Regions from separate parts of the Nothobranchius furzeri genome. Here region 1 is linked to region 2. Evidence: chromatin contacts called from public Micro-C data. All regions are on one chromosome and are shown on one strand. The core of a region is the stretch at or near the end of the contact, and the rest is flanking DNA. Distances in the headings are between cores, read along the strand shown.

The links. Hi-C and Micro-C count contacts between places; a contact is called where the count stands out from the background.
Region 1: a contact with region 2 is called in a Micro-C map of tail fin, with 3 times the contacts expected there. The contact joins the promoter of cmtm7 here to the promoter of cpne4a in region 2. A contact is called at or near these places in 2 of 2 Hi-C or Micro-C datasets (skeletal muscle and tail fin).

The regions. Positions count from the first base shown.
Region 1 is chr5:59,473,354-59,478,260 of NfurGRZ-RIMD1, forward strand. cmtm7 (CKLF-like MARVEL transmembrane domain containing 7) reads right to left here and starts at 3,451. Exons shown (of 5, transcript XM_015949599.3): 1 at 3,229-3,451; 2 at 2,585-2,761. The coding sequence starts at 3,339.
Region 2 is chr5:59,341,548-59,346,245 of NfurGRZ-RIMD1, forward strand. It overlaps cpne4a (copine IVa), which reads left to right and starts at 1,447. Exons shown (of 16, transcript XM_070551801.1): 1 at 1,447-1,522. It overlaps cmtm6 (CKLF-like MARVEL transmembrane domain containing 6), which reads right to left and starts at 2,717. Exons shown (of 5, transcript XM_015949595.3): 1 at 2,592-2,717; 2 at 1,298-1,418. The coding sequence starts at 1,411.

The sequences.
Region 1 (4,907 bases), core at 2,201-4,700, 130 kb after region 2:
GGAAGTAACGAATTACATTTACTTGCGTTACTGTAATTGAGTAGATTTTTTTGCGCATTTATACTTTTTAAGTAGTTTTTTAAATCTGTAATTTTACTTTTACTTAAGTATTGTTTTTTGTAAGTATTGTACTTCGCTACATTTTTTATCTTATCCGTTACCGAGTAAAAAAAACCCAACAACATTGCAAAATACTGTCGGCACGGTTCGCACTGGATTCAGACACAACCACAGAGAAGAGAGACGAGAGTATAAACATATACATATGTAGAAGCGTCTTAACGCACTCGAGAGTGATCCAGCACTTAATGAAGTGTCTATGTATATGTATGTCTATACTGGTAAGACCCAAACACGGAAGTGCTGCGGACGCTGAAGGCGCGCACCAGAAGAACTGAGTGCTTAAGTTACGAGAGTGTTACGGGGTACGAAGGAAAGGATAAGAAACACTAACTGACTATTCGGATGACTGGAGGATCACCTAAGAAGATCAAAGCTTGTGAGAAGGAATGAAGGGATGTCTGAGCGGTCAACAGGTGAGTTGAACTTCTTAGTGTGAAGCATGTGTTCAGTGACCTTACATTGCAATGAATGGTGGGTAGGAGAAGAAAATAGGCGCTAATGGTACGAGAAAGATGGTCTGGCCTGCCAGACTCCTCCTGTTTAATTCACGTCATACACGTCGATGCTCAATTTCTCATAAACAACGAAGACAGCGGCGGAGTTCGCTGCGGCTCTTTCCTCTGTTCTAAATGACACAGATGTCTTTAAAACCACAAGTAGAAGCGCTAAAAGCATTTCTTCTAAAAAATAAAAGATGTTTGCGCCATTGCCAGATGCTATTTTTTTTTTTACTACAACTAGAAATCTACCGCGTTGTGTGGTACAGTCGGGATTTCCTTCTTTTTTCTGATTGGTCATTTTTGAGCCTCCTAGTCCCGCCCCTCAAGTGATCTTCCAGCTAAAAGAAAAACTCAGCAGACTGGAGACTGTCTCCAAGATGTGTCTGCCACTCTTCAGAGCCATTCAGGATGGTGTCCAAAAGCACTTTGGTGAGATGATGGAAGACCCTGAGCTGACTGCAATCCTTCTTCCAAAGTTCAAGACCACCTGGACTGAGAGGCACGATATAATTGAAGCAGGTAATATTTTATAATTTAACATTATACCTTAATCTGTTTCTTATTCATTTCAATCCTGTCAACATACTTAAAGTTCAATTATACGAGTCTGTCGACACAAATTATAGTATTTGTAAGGCATGGATTACTAAAAACAATTCTTGTTGCATCTTCTATCAAAACTTAATTGCCAGATATATTAAATATGTGTTATGTATTTGTCATTCAACAGGTTTGATCAATATGAGAAGACATCTTGACCAGATGGCAGAGGCTGGGGCAGAGCAAGTCAATCAACAGTCATCACATCTTACACTCATCTTTGTTTAAAAGTGCTTTTCAGTCCATCGGTCCCAGCGTGCTCTCTATAATTAATGCTTCTCTGGTTTCTGGTCAGGTCCCTGCTTACTTTAAGAATGCTGTAATCCACCCGCTTCTTAAAAAACGGAGTCTCGACCCCTCTCTCCATAGCAGCTTCAGACCCATCTCTAAACTTCCGTTCATCTCCAAGATCTTGGAAAAGGTTGTGGCTAAACAACTCACAGCTGCTCTTGATGAACATAACATCTATGATTGCTTCCAGTCAGGTTTTCGTAGAGCTCATTCTACTGAAACAGCTCTTCTTAGGGTCTCTAATGACCTTCTGACCCACAGTGATGCAGGGGACTGTTCTGTTCTGGTCCTGCTGGACCTGAATGCAGCCTTTGACACTGTTAACCATCACCTGCTACTGGAGAGGCTGAGAGACTGGGTAGGCCTATCAGGATATGCCGGCGGGGGGGGGGGGGGGGGGGGGTCATTCAGGGAAAAGTCATGGGCTTGTGACTATAACCTAATTTATGTTACTAGTTTGCAGTGTAACTGCCTTTGTACGTCAATATGCATATTTGTTCATTTAATAAAAAAAAAACGGCCACTTTGACATTTATACCCCATTGTCTTTTTTTAACTATTCAGAAGAGCCCGTCCTTGCACAGTCAAAAAAGTAACTAAGTAACTTTTACTCTGACTACATTTGAAATAAGCTACTTTTTATTTTTACTTGAGTACATTTTGAGGCAGGTAATTTTACTTGTAATTGAGTAAAATTTCATGAAAGTAATTATACTTGTACTTAAGTACAACATTTTAGTACTCTTTCCACCTCTGGCGCTGGTTAACTGTTCCTGCGGGCTGAGTAACACCCGGATGTGGAGGGCTGAGAATGCCCACCAGGAAAACAAAAACAGAATAAAAACAAGAAGTGTTTTAAATCTTTTTATTTTAAGGATCCTGATCTTTACTCACTGTTGCTGAGCTTCCTCTCAGAAAGTGCTTCTCTAGTTTAGAATTAACTCGTCAGCTCCTCACAGGGAGACTTCCTTCCCTCTTTTGAAGGTGTGAGCTACAGGTTTCTATTTATCTGTGAGGTCCAAACGGGCTTCAGCAAACAAACGTGGCTTCTAAAGCCATAACGTGCTCACCGTCAGCGGCCAGTTGATGCATGGCATCTTGCCCTGCAGCCTGAACAGATGCATGAGGAAGAAGATGAAGAAAGCGATGGAAAACCACAACGCCACCACCGCGAAGTACTGGAACACCGCCCAGCTGGGCCACCCCTTAGCACAGCTGACACACACGAAGGAGATGAACAGGGCGAGCTGGGAGAGAAAAAGCAATCAGCTGTTACTTCTGTTGGAGGACACACACACACACACACACACACACACACACACACACACATATTAGAGACTAAAACAGTCACAGGACCAACATCACTCAACTACGACTCATCAGCTTCAACTAAGCAAATGATTCAGGAAAAAAACTCGCTGCCAGAGATGGGAGACCCACAACCTCCCAGGACCCCCCCCCCCAACACACACACGCTCACACACACCAGAGGGGGCCCTGTTGGCGACCCGGGGGTCCATCATGATATGACCCCAAGAACCTAATTTCTCTCGCTCCGTCCTTAACTGGACCCAGACCAGTTTTGCACGGACTCACAACAACCCTGCGTGGTTCCGGATTCGGTGACGGACGGACAGCTAACCTGCCCGGTGAGCCCGAGCCTACAACGGGGTGAAGCTCGGACATCACCCTTCCTAACCCGCCCCTCTCTCACCAGCTGTCCTATCTTCAGAAGTCCCGGGATGGTTCGGGCGTAGCCCGGGTTCAGGACTCCGTCACCGGAGGACCGGCTGCTCGCTGTGGTCGTGATGACGGTGTGCGACATGTGGACGGAACCACAAGGTTGTTTTAAAGCTGTTAAACCGCTGCGGGACTACCGTCGACCGGAGCCAGTCCGTTAGTTTACACCCGGGAAGCTAAACCCGATCAACACAGACACTTCCGGAAGGGTTTTCAGAATAAGACATTTCCAGCGTTTGAATGTGACTTGTTACAATCATCGACATATTGGTTACAATAGAAAAACTTTAATTGGTTCAGATGCCGATACGTATATAGGATATTACACGGTGCTTGATTATACTCCTGGTCCAGTCTAGAACATGTGACCCAGTCTTCTCCTGGATTCCCACCAGCCAGACTTTCTTACGTCTCTGCGCACTGATCTGGATCCGTTTTTCAGACTTTGTGAGGGACTGAAGCAGTTCTCTTCTTATTTTGAGTGACGCAAGTTTGTTAATGAAACGTTGAAAAGGCATCACCACTTCTCGTCGGACCTTTATTTTGAAGTTCTATTCCGGTGTGTACAGCTTTCAGGCGGCTTATTATGCTTGTGTTGACGGCTGTGTGATGTATAGAGGTGTGGTCTCCATCAGGAAGGACTGCAACATCATTATCTTCATCCTCATCATCATCATGTGAAATCTTCCAGTTGGGTCCAAACAGGCGGTTCTGTTTGGCTGGAGGGGAGTTTCTGTAACATTAACCCTGGTTCTGCCAGACCCAAACAGAACCAGGATCAGTTTCCTGGCTGCAGTTCTGCCAGACCCAAACAGAACCAGGATCAGTTTCCTGGCTTCGGTTCTGCCAGACCCAAACAGAACATAAGGCTCAAATAACAGTTTTTAAAATGTAAACAGAAGTTTTTGATGCAGCTTTGAAACCAAAATATCTGCTTTAATTATTAAACAAATATTTTTAAACTATTTGAAAGTTTCTCATTTTAACTTTCTAAATGCTGACAAACCAAACCGAAATTTACATCCAAACAAACGTTTTCTGCCAGAATGATGGGCGGGGCCTGTTTGGACAACATAAGCTGACCGATTAAATGTTAAAATGGACTTCCAAGACCTTATGACCCCCAAGGCGCTCTACAGCCCAGCCAGTCATCGGCCCAATCCCAATACTCACACTTCCACACTTGAGCCCTTCCATGGCGTGATCCCGACCAGGGGTCCAAGTGTATAGGGTGTCCCGATTCTCAAGTGCGGAAGTTGATCACGAGGCATCTCAACAGAGGCAAGGCTGTCATACACAGTTGCCACCAGTCCCCCCAACCACCACCAGCAGGTAAGAAGAGTGTCTTGCCCAAGATCGAGCAGGGAGTGAACCTGCAACCTTCCGGTAATGGGGCGGGCACTTAACTCCTCTGCCACTGTTGTCTTGATGGCTGCCAATCAGAGCAGCTTCTGTTTTACACAAAACTTAGAAGAAAAATGTCGCCTGAGCTGAAGTTTGGTTCTGAACAAAACTCATTTTAGACCATTTTCTGAACAGCCTCTGTTCAAAGAAATAGAGTTTATTTTCTTCAGGACTTTTCAAACTTAATAATAATATTACCGTTGTTTTTTATTGCTTAAGCACAATTTTCAAAACAGGGCCCGTGTTTTC
Region 2 (4,698 bases), core at 197-2,696:
CCTCACCTTCGTCAGTGTGGCCTTGTGCAGCTGTGGCTAAGATGTAGCGCATCGCCATCAGTGTGTGAATGGATGAATAATTCACTGTGGTGTAAGGCGCTTTGGAGTCCTCCGACTCAGAAAGGTGCAACAAAAGGATCGGGTTCTATCCAGAGCCACAAGGTAACAGACCGGCCAAGAGCAAAAACCTCTGCAGCACAGTAGAGGTGTCAAGGGTCAAAGGTCATTTCTAATTCTGCTGTTCATCCTTCTGCAGAGTTTGTCCATAAGGAGTCCAGCAGGTTCCCTCTGAGGTCAAAGAAATGACAAAGTGCTGGGGGTATGCCTCAGTGGGATAAAGGTCAAAGGTCACAGTCTAAGACTCTACAGAACCCTGTTAGCAGGTGAAAGGATCAATGACATGATGTCATCACTAAAACGTTAACCACTGCTAAGTGCTAATTACGCTAGCATTAGAAGAACTCAAGTCTTTGTTGAAACAAGCTGAAACACGGTTCTGTTCCGTTTGGAGCAGAACGAATCAGGTGGAGCCCTGGGGTTGTGTGTTTGTGCTGCCAACAGCTTGTGTTTGTGTGTAATTATGTTGAGCCGGTTTCCTCACGATTCCTCTGAGGGAGAGAGAGTCAACGGGAATCTAGTTTGGTTTAATCCAGTCACATCTGAATGTTGAAGTCAGACCAAACAAAACTCACGAAACACGGAGACTCGTTTATGGTTTAGTTTGGTCTGACTCTAAATTCTGTTTCCTCTCAGAGTGGAACAACCAATGTTTTAATAAAAACAAACGAAAAGCAAAGAAAATAAAAAGAGTTTCTGGAGATGTTCAATCTTTCTATTCTCTGATTCATAAAAGTTAGTAAAAAAGTAAAGAAAAAATAAAGTTAAGGGAATTTTAAATTTAGGATCCAAATCTATTGTTGCCATTTTCCCTTCATGCAGGTAAAAGCGTCATTTTAGGCCACAGAGTTATTTTTGCACTGTATAAAAAACCAAAAAAAAAAACATTTAAAGCATGAGTGAGTTTTAGATCTTGACTCTTTCCTGGATGTGTGAGTAAAGACTCGCTGAGATCGACTGTCCAGCAGCTTTCGTTTAATGCTGATTAACGGATGAAACATTAGTTCGTTGGACCCAGGAACCAGGAAGATGATATAAAACATGAGAAAAAAAACAATTTCCACTCCAACTGGAGCTACACCAGAGGACAGATCTGGTTCTGGCTCCAGAACAAACAGAGCCAGAGATCAGAGAACATCAGAACCACTGGAGCCACAAGGTTCCCCATGGTGGAACTCACCACTTCACAGACTTTCAGGACGAAGCGAGTTTTATCCAGGAGTTTGGAGGGGACCTTGAAGCAGGAAGACTCTGGGTTTGGAGTAGTCGTGGAGGAGTAAACGTCGTTGGCCATGATGGAGCTGAGAGACAGAAACTGAGCGGTTAAACATCATCCATCCGTCTATGACCAGATCCCAAATCAGTGATTGATGTCTCCACCTTAAACCAGTAAACTAACTAATGGGTGAGCTGCAGACTAGCCTGCTGAATCCATCAAACATCTGGACTGAGCTCCTGATGTTTGAACTCAGTCTGTAAACTGGTGTCTGTAGGTAACTGTAGCCGTCAGTCAGACCAGAACGGCTGTTCTGACAGCTGCTGGTTCTGATTGGACCTGCTCCGCTCACCAGATCATAACCTGCTTCAGATCAAGTGAATCAAGAGAAAGTGAGTTTGCTGCTCCAAACTCTTCAAAATCAGAGAGGATCAGACATCATCGGCACACGGCTTCGGTTAGACTCAGGAGAACACAACCCGAGACTAAATCAGCTCATCTGACCCTACTTTTGAACATTTATTAGATAAATGATCACAAACATTTAAGAATGTTACCGCCTCCAAAACAAACCGCCAGTCATAAAATCCACAGGATAAAAACGACGGAAACAACTTTATGACTGATTTATGATTATTGTCTTTGAGTAAAGTTGTTTTTTCTCTTGATTCATGTTAATAGTCACGTCTGATCAGCTGTACGAGCATGTAACAGAACCTTTACTTTCACTTTACACGACTTACTATCAGGGGTTTTATTGGGTGATTTCCGAAAGATGAAAATGAAACTTTATTCAGTCGATTATGTGACTTTAAACAGTAACACAAGCTACTTAAAGATCTTTACTGAAAATAAAACTATTTCCGCCTGATTGACTTTAATATTTCCGTCTTCAGGCCTGTTGGTTTAAACACATGAGTTCTTACAGCAGAGCCAGGGAACTCGGATCGGTGTTTATTTCTACAGCTGCTCGTTTCTCCGGTAAAAAGGTACGATGCGAGTTCGGTTCGGACTGGAAGTAGCTAAAATAACCGCTGCAGCGGAAACTGGGCTTAACTTTTGAGTTAAATCATCCAACAGGCTTCCCCACAAACAAACAAACAAACAAACAAACTCTCTAAAAGACGAAGTTTGATAAAAGAACTCCAGACACGAGGGGAATCCCGGAGGCTCGGCCCAATTCAGCTCAGACTTAACCAAACCAGAAACTGGTCTAATTAGTAACGTTCATAAAAACTCGGATACATGAGAAACTCACCGTTCGGTTCCGTCCCGGTTCGGAGGGAAATAAAGTTTCTACAGACGTTTACACCAACGAAGTCACTTTTGTTTCTCTGTTACTTCCGCAATGAAGATTTTATTACGTCACAGTCAAGCGGCAAATGATGAGACATGCTTCCTGTCAGAACTTCAAAATAATAGAGGAAGAAAAATTAGCGCTTTCATTAGAAAATTTGCATTTAAATTTTTCCTCACCATTTGGTTGAATACATTTTTTATGGACGAAATGCTTATATTTTATACACATATGTCCTAAATTTCTTATTGTGTGTGTGTGTGTGTGTGTGTGTGTGTGTGCATGGACGTAATTTTCCTTTTAGAAGTGGGGGGGGGGGGGCACGGGGGGGGGGGTGTCTTTACAGTATGCTCTAATGGGAAACAGGCGTCAACACAAACGTTTGGTTTCCGCATGGTCCTAGAGCTTTCTGTAACTTTTGATGTCAGACCATAGACTAGGGGTCCTCAATTATAATGGTCCAAGGGCCACACATGTAGGGCCGGACGTGGCCTGCGGGCCGCCATTTGCGGACCACTGCCATAGACTGTTTATATAATACAGACAAATAAAAATAATTTCTTCCTAATGGATATAAAAGTATAAAACAAATATAACCAAAGAGCAATTGTCAAATATGTTATTTTTTTAAGTTTCTGCAAACACATCAGATTGTCACACAAAACTATAAATTAGAGCATCCTAAATATTTTAAGGCTCTGATGCTAAAAGCTTGGTTTATGCTTGATGCATTTACTTTCCGCTTGGTGATGCGGCTCGTGGATGGAACGCGCTTCACAACTTGCAGCGTTTATGGTTCATGCGGCTTGTCTCTACGGTGAGCCAATATTCTCCCAAACGGTAGGGGGGCAGCATGGAGCTCTACGGCATGCATCCAACACTACACCATAGTACCAACCAACCTTTAGAGTAGCCTGGCCTGCCAGACTCGTCCTCTGTTTAATTCTGCACAGAGAAAGATTCTGGTACAGGCAGAGAGGCACTTGAGGGGCAGGACTAGGCAGCTCAAAAATAATCAATCAGAAAAAAGATGGAAATGCCGACTGTACTGTGCAATGCTGTAGTTTTTTAGCTGTAGTAAAAAAAATAGCGACTGGTAACAGCGCAAGCATCTTTTTTTTTTTTTTTAAAGAAATGCTTTTAGCGCTTCTACTTGTTTATGAGAAACTGAGCATCGCAGTGTGTGACTTTTTTAGCTGTGGTCAAAAATGGCGTATGGCGACAGAGCAAACATTTTTCTTTAGAAGAAAGGCTTTTAGCGCTTCTACTTGTTGTTGTTTTAAATACGTGTCCAAGTCATTTAGAGGAGGAAAGAGCCGCAGCGAACTCCGCTTCAGTCGCCTTGACAAACTTGGCGTTGTGGTGTGTGACATCTGCTACTCAGCGCTCATTGGCTCGGTTAGAAATCTCAGGGGTTGCGGGGTTATTTAAATAGGAGAGTTCCCAGACCCTTTCTCTGTGCAGAATTAAACAGAGGAGTCTGGCAGGCCAGGCTAGCATTAGAAAGCAAGTCACCACCAAATGTACTTATTTTTTGCTTATAAATTTGAGAAACAATTGTCTAATTGCGCGATAGACACATGCAATCAATAATTTGGCACTTTAGTACATCTTGATTAAAATTTATATATTCTGTCTAAAACTTTTAGTGTTGCACCCTCTTCAGGTAAAAACTCTGCACTGCATTGGATTTAAATCTGCCATCGCTATTGGTTAAGAAGTACACTATGACATTAGCTGGTACCATATGATGTCACAATATTGTGAGCCTGTGTGTGTGTGTGTGTGTGTGTATTTGTTAGCGACTCCACCGTCTTGGTCTACCAGGACACAGCATTTGTCACATTTTTCAACCAGGAAGTGGGAGTGGAGCAAAACTCTGGTAGGGGGTGACTTGCTCTTTAAGTGGGTGACTTGCTCTCAGTGTGCTTTATCAGCACACTGATTTGCTAGAAGGACTTCCTTTCTGTTCCACTGTATGAAAAGCAAATGGTTCACTGGGATATTTGAACTGTGAAGCTTCATAAAATCAAAAATGCTTCACTCGCATTCTGATCAGACAGCTGTT